Regions from separate parts of the Ovis aries genome. Here region 1 is linked to region 2. Evidence: chromatin contacts called from public Hi-C data. All regions are on one chromosome and are shown on one strand. Each heading gives the region's core, a stretch centred on a gene start, on an enhancer-like site or on the middle of the called end of the contact. The rest is flanking DNA. Distances are from core to core; before and after follow the strand shown.

The links. A called contact is a pair of places that touch in the nucleus more often than the background predicts.
Region 1: a Hi-C map of liver shows a contact between it and region 2, with 2.9 times the contacts expected there. The contact joins two enhancer-like sites. A contact is called at or near these places in 6 of 16 Hi-C or Micro-C datasets (liver, mixed tissues, muscle and 3 more).

What each region holds. Positions count from the first base shown.
Region 1 is chr13:67,035,876-67,040,568 of ARS-UI_Ramb_v3.0, forward strand. No RefSeq gene overlaps it. Among named protein-coding and RNA genes, the nearest start is that of TGM2, 8.2 kb to the left of the region's middle. Within about 2 kb of position 2,151, at least 4 of the 54 cell types and tissues checked have an H3K27ac peak or open chromatin away from gene starts, as enhancers often do. A contact at or near this core is called in liver, where this site is marked.
Region 2 is chr13:66,976,390-66,980,907 of ARS-UI_Ramb_v3.0, forward strand. It overlaps LOC105606890 (a long non-coding RNA gene), which reads left to right. Exons shown (of 4, transcript XR_009595966.1): 4 at 141-454. Among named protein-coding and RNA genes, the nearest start is that of TGM2, 51 kb to the right of the region's middle. Within about 2 kb of position 1,277, at least 8 of the 54 cell types and tissues checked have an H3K27ac peak or open chromatin away from gene starts, as enhancers often do. A contact at or near this core is called in liver, where this site is marked.

The sequences.
Region 1 (4,693 bases), core at 901-3,400, 60 kb after region 2:
GAAAACTCAAAGAAATTTTTGGGCAAACCAATACTTTCCTCTGTGATCTTGGCTAAGTCATAGCACTTCCAAGCCCTAGTTTCCTTATCTGTAAAATGGGTATGATAATAATCATGCTTACTTCTTCTCAGGCTTTCTGTGAGGATTAACACCATGCCTGATAGAGAACAAACATTCAGAAATGGGTGACTGATTATTTGACAATTAAGAAAATGAAGTAGTGATGTGTCTACAACATGGGTGAATACCAAACCATCACACTCAAGGAAAATAAGTTAATCACAGATGTCTACATAGAGTATGAGTCCATTTATATAAGATGTACAGGACAGACAAGTCAGTAGAAAGGGAAAGTGGTAGTTGTCAGGGACCGAAGGGAGGAGTGGGGAATGGAAGAGTGGATAATAATGGGTACAGGGTCTCTTTGGTGGAGTGGGGGGGTGAAGGAAATGTTCTAGAATCAGATTGTGGTGATGGTTGCACAAATATGTGACTATACTAAAAACAGTTGAATTGAACATTATAAATGGAAGAATTTTCTGGGGAGTAAATTATGTCTCAACATGTTTTTTTAATATGGCAGTAGATAATGAAGATCATGGCATCCGATCCCATCACTTCATGGGAAATAGATGGGGAAACAGTGGAAACAGTGTCAGACTTTATTTTGGGGGGCTCCAAAATCACTGCAGATGGTGACTGCAGCCATGAAATTAAAAGACACTTACTCCTTGGAAGAAAAGTTATGATCAACCTAGACAGCATATTCAAAAGCGGAGACATCACTTTGCCAACTAAGGTCCGTCTAGTCAAGGCTATGGTTTTTCCAGTAGTCATGTATGGATATGAGAGTTGGACTGTGAAGAAGGCTGAGCGCCAAAGAATTGATGCTTTTGAACTGTAGTGTTGGAGAAGACTCTAGAGAGTCCCTTGGACTGCAAGGAGATCCAACCAGTCCATTCTGAAGGAGATCAGCCCTGGGATTTCTTTGGAAGGAATGATGCTAAAGCTGAAACTCCAGTACTTTGGCCACCTCATGTGAAGAGCTGACTCATTGGAAAAGACTTTGATGCTTGGAGAGATTGAGGGCAGGAGGAGAAGGGGACGACAGAGGATGAGATGGCTGGATGGCATCATTGACTCGATAGACATGAGTCTGAGTGAACTCCGGGAGTTGGTGATGGACAGGGAGGCCTGGTGTGCTGTGATTTATGGGGTCGCAAAGAGTCGGACACGACTGAGCGACTGAACTGAACTGAACTGAGGAATATTATACAACAATTAAAAGCCAGACGAGGTAGTCTTCTGTGTATGGACATGAAAATAATTCCAAGTCACAACGTTGAGCAAAAAAAGGAAATTGCAGGACATTATCTAGGATGTGATTCCACAAGACTATTCATTTCTTATGAAAATAATAAGTAAATATATGTAAAATATGTAAACAGAAGTACACAGAAGAAGGTCTGGAAAATTTCTCTCCAAATTGCTGATGGTGATGGGGGGAGTATGAGGACCATAATTAGGGGGCGGTAGTGGTGATCAAAGGGTTCCCAGGTGGCTCAGTGGCAAAGAATCTGCCTGCAGTGCAGGAGATGAGGGTTTGATCCCTGAGTCAGGAAGATCCCCTGGATAAGGAAATGGCAATCCACTCTGGTATTCTCCCCTGGAAAATCCCATGTGCAGAAGAGCCTGGTGAATCTAATTGATTCGCAAAAGAATCGAATACGACTTAGTGGCTAAACAACAACAAGTGGTGATTAAAGGTGATTTCAGTATTCCCTGGAAGGTGATAAAATTTTTAAGTAGAGAAGTATTTTTATGTATCACTTTGGTAATTAAAGATTAACTTTTCAAGAGGAAAAGAATAACCTGTTTACATTTAGAATAGAGTTTTTATAAAAATGGAAATACTCCAAAAGAAATTCTAGTAGGTAGAAAAAAATACAGACTGAGGAAAAAAAAAAAAAAGAAAAGAAAAGAAATTTGCAAAAAAAAAAAAAAATCCACAATCAGTCTATTTAAAAAAAAAAAACTTTTGTCAATATTGGCACAATCTTACAAAACCAAACCCATGAGCACAGCACATGAGTAAAGACAAAATACACAAATGTTTCCACATCTGCAATTTGGAATTTTGAAAAGGGTACACTGAGTTTCTGTTTACTTCCCAATCCTATTTATGTCTTTAAATGTTTCTGGAGCACTTAATCCCAGTGAAATCTAAGAAAGTGCTTGAAAAATCCTTTCCTGTGTTAAAAGGAGGGTCAGAGAGGTGAAGTGATTTGCCCAAGGTCACCTAGCTCAGAAGGGGCAGAGCAAGTGCTCCAAAGTGCATACTCGGAATCCATATGGCTGGGACTTCATGCCAGGAGAGTTCAGCCTTGGTGTGGGAGCCTGGTGAAGCCACCATGGCCATTTGGGGCTACAGAGGCCTGGGAGATGAACCACTGGATTCTGTAGCATTACCCTGCTTCTCCCCCACTTAGACTGAGTCATTGGTTGTGTCTGCCTGACACACCCCATTCAGTCAATAAGAATCAAACACTCTTTCATGGAAATAAATGACTCTCTAGGGCAGAGGCTGAGCTTGTCCGGCTAAATTGAACACTTGTGTGGCTCGAACGAACCACCACTTGTTTCTCCCGCCTGCTTGATGAGCCACTCAAGTGACTGAACCCAGGGCTTGTAGGTCTGAAGCAGCCCTCAGCTTGACCCAGGCAGTCTGAAACCCAACCTTCACATCTGAGGGTAGTCTGCCAGCTCCGCATCCCACCGTCACAGAAGATGGAAGCTTTGGCCACGTTCCTACAAAGACAGAGCTCAGCGTCTAGGATAATGAACCCCGAGGCTATAGGTCCCTGCCGTTGCAGCCTTCTTGGTAGCTGCAGCTTGTTTGCTTCTGGGGAAACTCCCCTTTCTGTGGGCTTGATGGGGCTGTCAATCAAATGGCCCTGCCCAACTCTAGTTAATTGCGGGCCTGGGACCCAAACACAGCCAATCAGAAGCTCTTCTGGGACTTGGCATCTTCCAACTCGGATACAAGTTCTAAATGATGGTAAAATTCGCTGGTTCATTCCTAAAACCACTTCACGTTTTGTCTTTTCTGAAGCTCAGCTTTTTAGCTTTTGTTTGACTTTTAAAAGTCAGATTTATTGAGTTGCAATTTATACATGCATTTCCATTTCACCTTTTTGAGTATACAGTTCAATGAGCTGACAGACATGTACTGTCCTGTTACCACATCACAATTGTGATTTAGAACGTCACCAACAGCCTCCAAATTTCCCCCCTGCCCTTTTCCTGGCAATTCTCTCCCCACTTCCTCTGTGCCTGGCAACCGCTAACTGATCACTGTTCCTATTTTTTGTCTTTTCTGGATGTCATGTAAGTGAAATCAGACAATAGACACCCTTTTGAGTCTGGTTTCTCTCATTTAACACAGTGCATTTGAGATTCATCCAATTGTTGCAAGTGCCCACCATTCCTCCCTTTGTGTTGCTGAGTAGTAAGTATTCCATTGAATGAATACATCACAGTTTATTTCTACGTTAACCAGTTGAAGGACATTTGAGTTGCTCTGGGTGATTATGGATATAGCTGCTATAAATACAGAGCTACAGTTCTTTGTGTGGACATATATTTTCACTTCTTTTGTGTAAGTACCTGTAAGCCATCCCCATGTCCTTACAATTGATTTTTTTTTTTTTTTGTAAACTGTTAAGCTCCCCTGAGTCTGCGTGTCTATTCATATAACCAAAGACCGAAATGGACATTTCTCTTATTAAATTCTCCAAACAACTCTAAGGGATTTAGGGATTATTGTCTTCATTTTACTGGGGAAATCGAGGCTCAGAGAGCCTAAATAACCTGCGTTGAACCACAGAGCAAGGATTTGAATCCAAATCAAAGTCCTAAAGGGAGTCATAGCTGCCTTTCTAAATCCCTGGTCACCTTGGTGGGAGAATAGCTTCATAATGAGGGTTCTAACTCATATTGATTGGCTGACAGTTGGCAGAATAAATGCCTCACCCCTTTACTCCGACCTCAGTTTGCCCACTGGAGAAATGACAAGATTGGACCAACAATGAATTTCTGATGCTCCAGATTCACTGGTTTCAACACGCTATGACTATTAATAAGATAGAGCTGTCTGATAAACCATTCCTCGGAAATGGAGCTGTCTGATAAACCATTCCCGGGAAGTGGGGGAGGGGAGCCCAGCACACGCCCCCCAACACACAGCAGCCCCCAGAGATGGCTTCCTGAGCTTGCACCCTGCCCGGCTGACCCCCAGCAGAGCAATTTGCACTCTCTGCTTTCCTGGCCTGAGAGAAAAAAATACCCCTGTCACATTGGATTAACATCACCCCTCTCGCTGAGAATCTTCTCCTGGGTGCAGCCCCCTCTCTTTGTCAATATTTTCAGAATGTTCAGGTTTCTAAACAAGACCTGACAGGTTAAGGTGGTTTTTTTTTTGTTTTTTTTTTTTAAGAATAAAACGAATCACCTTGAACATGGTCTGGAGGCTCAAATTAGATTAACCCTGTCCTTTCCCAAGTGGCAGTTGGGCTTTTAGCCTTGCTGGGGGATGGAGAGGTGAGAAGCGGAAAGAGGAAAGAGGCTGATGCCTCGACCCACCTTCTTCCCAGATCCTCATCCTCCCTGGGTGGTACCCAGGCCTCTCCAGAAA
Region 2 (4,518 bases), core at 27-2,526:
TCCCGAGTGTGGGCTGGGCTTACTGACTGACAGCTAAGAAATAGGAAACATTGGCAGGGGAAACGCACTGACTGAAACTGCCCACCCTAGCCAGGCACCATAGTAACTGTTTGCCTGAGTTATTTTACATGTTACCACAGGGGTTACTGGAAAGGAACATGGAACTAAGGAGCCACCTCCAACCGGAAGAGTTCAGGAAAGGTCCAAAGGAGACACCACGTGTCCCACCACCTCCCAGAATCCTCACTGGAATTCATCGTGGCTGAGCAATGTGTGCACCACCAAGAAGGACCCTGAGTCAGAGTGATTGGCCAGAGACAACCCAGAAAGTAACTCCAACACCATAAAACCCAGGACTGCAAGCCATGTGGCAGAGGAGTCCTCCTAGGTCTCCTTACCCTCCTGCCCCCCTCCCAGGCCACCCTTCCCAATAAAGCCTCTTGCTCTGTCAACACGTGTGTCTCCTCAGACAATTCATTTCCGAGTGTTAGACAAGAGTCCACTCTCGGCCCAGGAAAGGATCCCCCTTCCTGCAATAGCATCACAAGTGGTGGGTGAAGAGGGTGGGTTATTAAAGGTCTGTGCCTTCCAGCTTGGATGCTTGTCTTTCTCCCTCTTCACCTCTTACACAGAGGCGGAGCAGGGGAAGGTATGGGGGGAGCCCAGCTGCCTTGACACGAGGCAGTTCCGTGCACAGGCACGTGTGAGTGAACTGGGTCATAGCTCTTCAGAAGCTGGCCAACAGCTACACAAGTGAGGGTGGAATCCAATCCTCCCAGAGTCAAGCCTTGACGTGTCTGCCATCTTGCTTCCTGCCTTGTGAAATCTCTTGACCCAGAACCTCCCAGTGACGCCACATTCAGATTCCTGAGCCACAGAAGCTGAATGTTATTAGTTATTTATTTCCAGCTGCTAAATGTGCGGGTAATTTCTTCGGCAGCAAGGGATAATCAATATGGTCCTCCCTCACATGTGCTCTGCTCTTAGCTTCTCTGGGGCTGTGAAGGGAAAGGGTTAACCCCAGGGCCCAGGCAGCAAGGTTAACGCCTCCAGCCTGAGGGACAGTTCATTACAGAGTTCCCTAGCAGCTCAGCCAACATGTGGTTCTGCTGCCAGCTAGCTTCAGCCCTCCTATGAGGCAGGGGTCCCCGACAGGGGTGGGGAAGATGGGGGGCATCCAGGAAACTGACAGATTTATTCACAGCCATGCTTCCCTACATCAGCCCGGATGCTACAGCTGCAAGGAAAGCCAGTGAGGCTCTGTGGCCATGTCCCCGGCAGGGGTCAGAGCTGCCTCAGCTCCTGGGTCACAGCATTTTCTAGAGATCATGGCCCTTGATTTATGGTGTTGAAAGACCAGAAGGTGAAAGTGAAAGTTGCTCAGTCGTGTCCGACTCTTTGCAGCCCTGTGGTCTTTAGCCCCTCCAGGCCCTTCTGTCCATGAAATTCTCCAGGCAAGAATACTGGAGTGGGTCGCCATTCCCTTCTCCAGGGGATCATCCCAACTCAGGGACTGAACCCAGATCTCCCACATTGCTGGCAGATTCTTTACCATCTGAGCCACCAGGGAGGCCAGAAGGAGGTGGTAAGGGGCTACCCCAAACCACAGAGACGGCCAATAACTGCAGGCGATATGTAAGGAGCATCTCCCAGGTGATGAACCCTTACATTAGTGATCACGTCTAATCCTCACTAAAACCCTAAAAAAGCAGGAAGGCCTTAGCCCCATTTTGCAGGTGAGAAAACCAAAGCTTAAGCTCAGGTAACTAGAGAGCACAGGTCGGACTCCAAGGTCTGCAGCCACAAGTCTCTGCCTCCTGGGCCCCTCCTGTGAGGACGGTGGATCTGGTGGCTGAGTGCCCGTTGAGGGAGCTGCTTCGGGGGATGAGGTGGAAAAGTCTAGCAGTCCTAGCAGTCCAGGCATGAGAGCAGCTCTACTGCTCCCTGCTGTGCCTTTAAAGGACTATGTCGAACTTCACTTGGAAAACAGTTACAAAAACCAAACCAAGAAAAACAAATATCGCATATCAACACATATGTACGGGATCTAGAAAAATGGTACAGACGAACCTATTTGCAGGGCAGGAATAGAGATGCTGAACAGACATGTGGACCTAGGGACGGAGTGTGGAACAAACTGGGAGAGTAGCACTGACTTATATAAACTCTCAGTGAGAAAACAGACAGCTCGTGGGAAGCTGCTGTGTAGCCCAGGGAGCTCAGCTCGGTGCTCTGTGATGATCTAGAGAGGTGGAATGGGGGGTGGGGGGGAGGCTCAGGAGGGAGGGAAAATATGTGTATTTATGGCTGATTCACTTTGTTGAACAGCAGAAACCAACACAGCAGTGTAAAGCAATTATACTCCAAGAAAGAAAAAAAAAGGAAGGAAGGAAGACAATAATGTGGGGGGAAAAACAAAAAGAAACAAACAAACAAAAAAAACAGATTAACATGGTGTTTCAGACTGTGTGGCTCAAAGTGAGACTGACCCAGTTCCAAGCTCTCACTTAGTGACCTGGAGCTAATAATAGATCCTACCTCATGGGGTCTAATGGGGGGGTCAGTGAAGTCAAGCCTTAGCCCAGTGCTGGACACAGAGTAAATCTCAGTAGAGTGCTGTTTGCAAGGAAGGATTTGCCTTTCACAAGGGATCTGTGGTGGTGGGGAAAAAGCCCTGACTCTAGGCAGCAGGGAGCCTTGGAAGGTTTTGAACAGGGTGAACCTTCTCCAGTTTTCCCTTGTGGAAAACCCTGAGGCCAACACCCATCCCCTCGGGGGAGCTGTTTTGTTTGCCAGAGAACTTGGACTTGGTAGATAAGTCTGGTGGGGTGGGGATGGAAGGCAAGAGGCAGGGCAAGAGAAATATCGTTGTGGGTTTTCTCTGAAAGGGGAGTCTAGGCAAGGGGAGTGGACAGTGATAAGATTAGCAATTGTGTTCTGGAGCCGTAAATCCTGGCTCATTTTACCTCCGTTGCCAGAAGCATTAAGTAAATTTTGACAAGAGCCAAAAGAAAGGAGAGAGGCTGCCTCCTGGGGCCAAGTGTGAGAAGAGCTGAGGTCCAGCCTGGGGAGAACCAGCCTTTAGCCCCCTTGGACGCAGCTCATCCTGTCCCTGCTTGAACCCTTCCACTGAAAGGAAGCTCACTCACACACGGAGTAAACCTTTCCCACAGGTTTATCTCCGAATGTTCAGAAGATCTTGTCCTCCAAGGGCAAATCTTCCCTGTGGTAGCTTCCTTCAATAATTCAGTGGATGGTTCTATGGAAACATATTTGTAATATGTTCATTTTGAGTCCAATAAAAATGCTACATTTTCTCGTTAATTTAGATAACATAGTTGTAGAACATTTTGCCTTCCTCTTATACGTATTAACTGTAGCACCTTTGAAAGATGATTTTTATTTCTTTTCAAAATCTTACATCTTTCATTGCTTTTCTAAATCTTACATCTTTCATTTCTTTTTCCCGTCTCACTGCACTGGATAAAACTGCCAGTAAAATGTTGAATAAAACGGATGCAGTAGGCATCTGATCTCAAGAGGAAAAGCTTGCAATATTTTACCATTAATTATGGTAGCCACAGACATAGTCTTTAGCAAAGCATGGAAATTTCCTTCTGTTCATAATGTTGTAGATTATCACCTTTTTAGTTTTAAAATAATGAATAAATGTTCATTTTTTAATCAAATGGTTTTCTGAATGGAGTTTTTGTCCTTTAATCAGTTTATGTGCTGACTTGTATGAATAGATTTTCTATTGTTGAATTAACTTTGTGTTTCTGGGATTAGCCTACTTTTGTAGCATCCTTTTATATAGTGATTTTTGTGGCTAACACTTTATTAAGGATATTTTCATTTATATTTATAAATAAAATTGGCCTGTAACTTTCTTTTCTTGCTTTATCTTTGTGCTATTCTGGTCTGTGGGTTATGTTAATCTCATAAAATGAATTAGGGATTATATTACTCTTTTTCTAGTCTCCAGAAAACTAAAATTGTTTCTTCCTTGAATGTTGGATAGAATATGCCAGTGATGACCTGAAGGTTTCTTAATGAAAGAGATTCTCAGGGCTCTTAATTGTTAGAGGATTCTCTAGGGTCTCTATTTTGTCTTGCGCCAAAGTTGGTATAAGGTACCTTTCTAAGTTGTGGTCCATTTCATTTAAATTTTCAAATGTATTGATCAGAGTTGTTCAAAGTACCCTATTTTTTCCTTTAATGTTGGCAACATCTGTAGTGATGTTCTACTTTTTATTCCTAATATTGTTTTTTTTTTTTTTTTGGTGCCAGGTCTGTTTTTCTCTAGACTAACTTCATTCAGGGGTTTTTCAATTTTTCTGTATTTCCAAAGAACCGTCTTTTAGCTCTGGTTTAATCTTTGCTTTCTTATTTCATTTTCTGTTCTTTCCTTTATTATTTAATTCTTCCTACTTTTATTGGATTTGTCTTGACATTCTTTTTATAACTTCTTGGGGTGGATATTTATTTTTATCAATTTTCAGCTTCTTATCTTTTCTG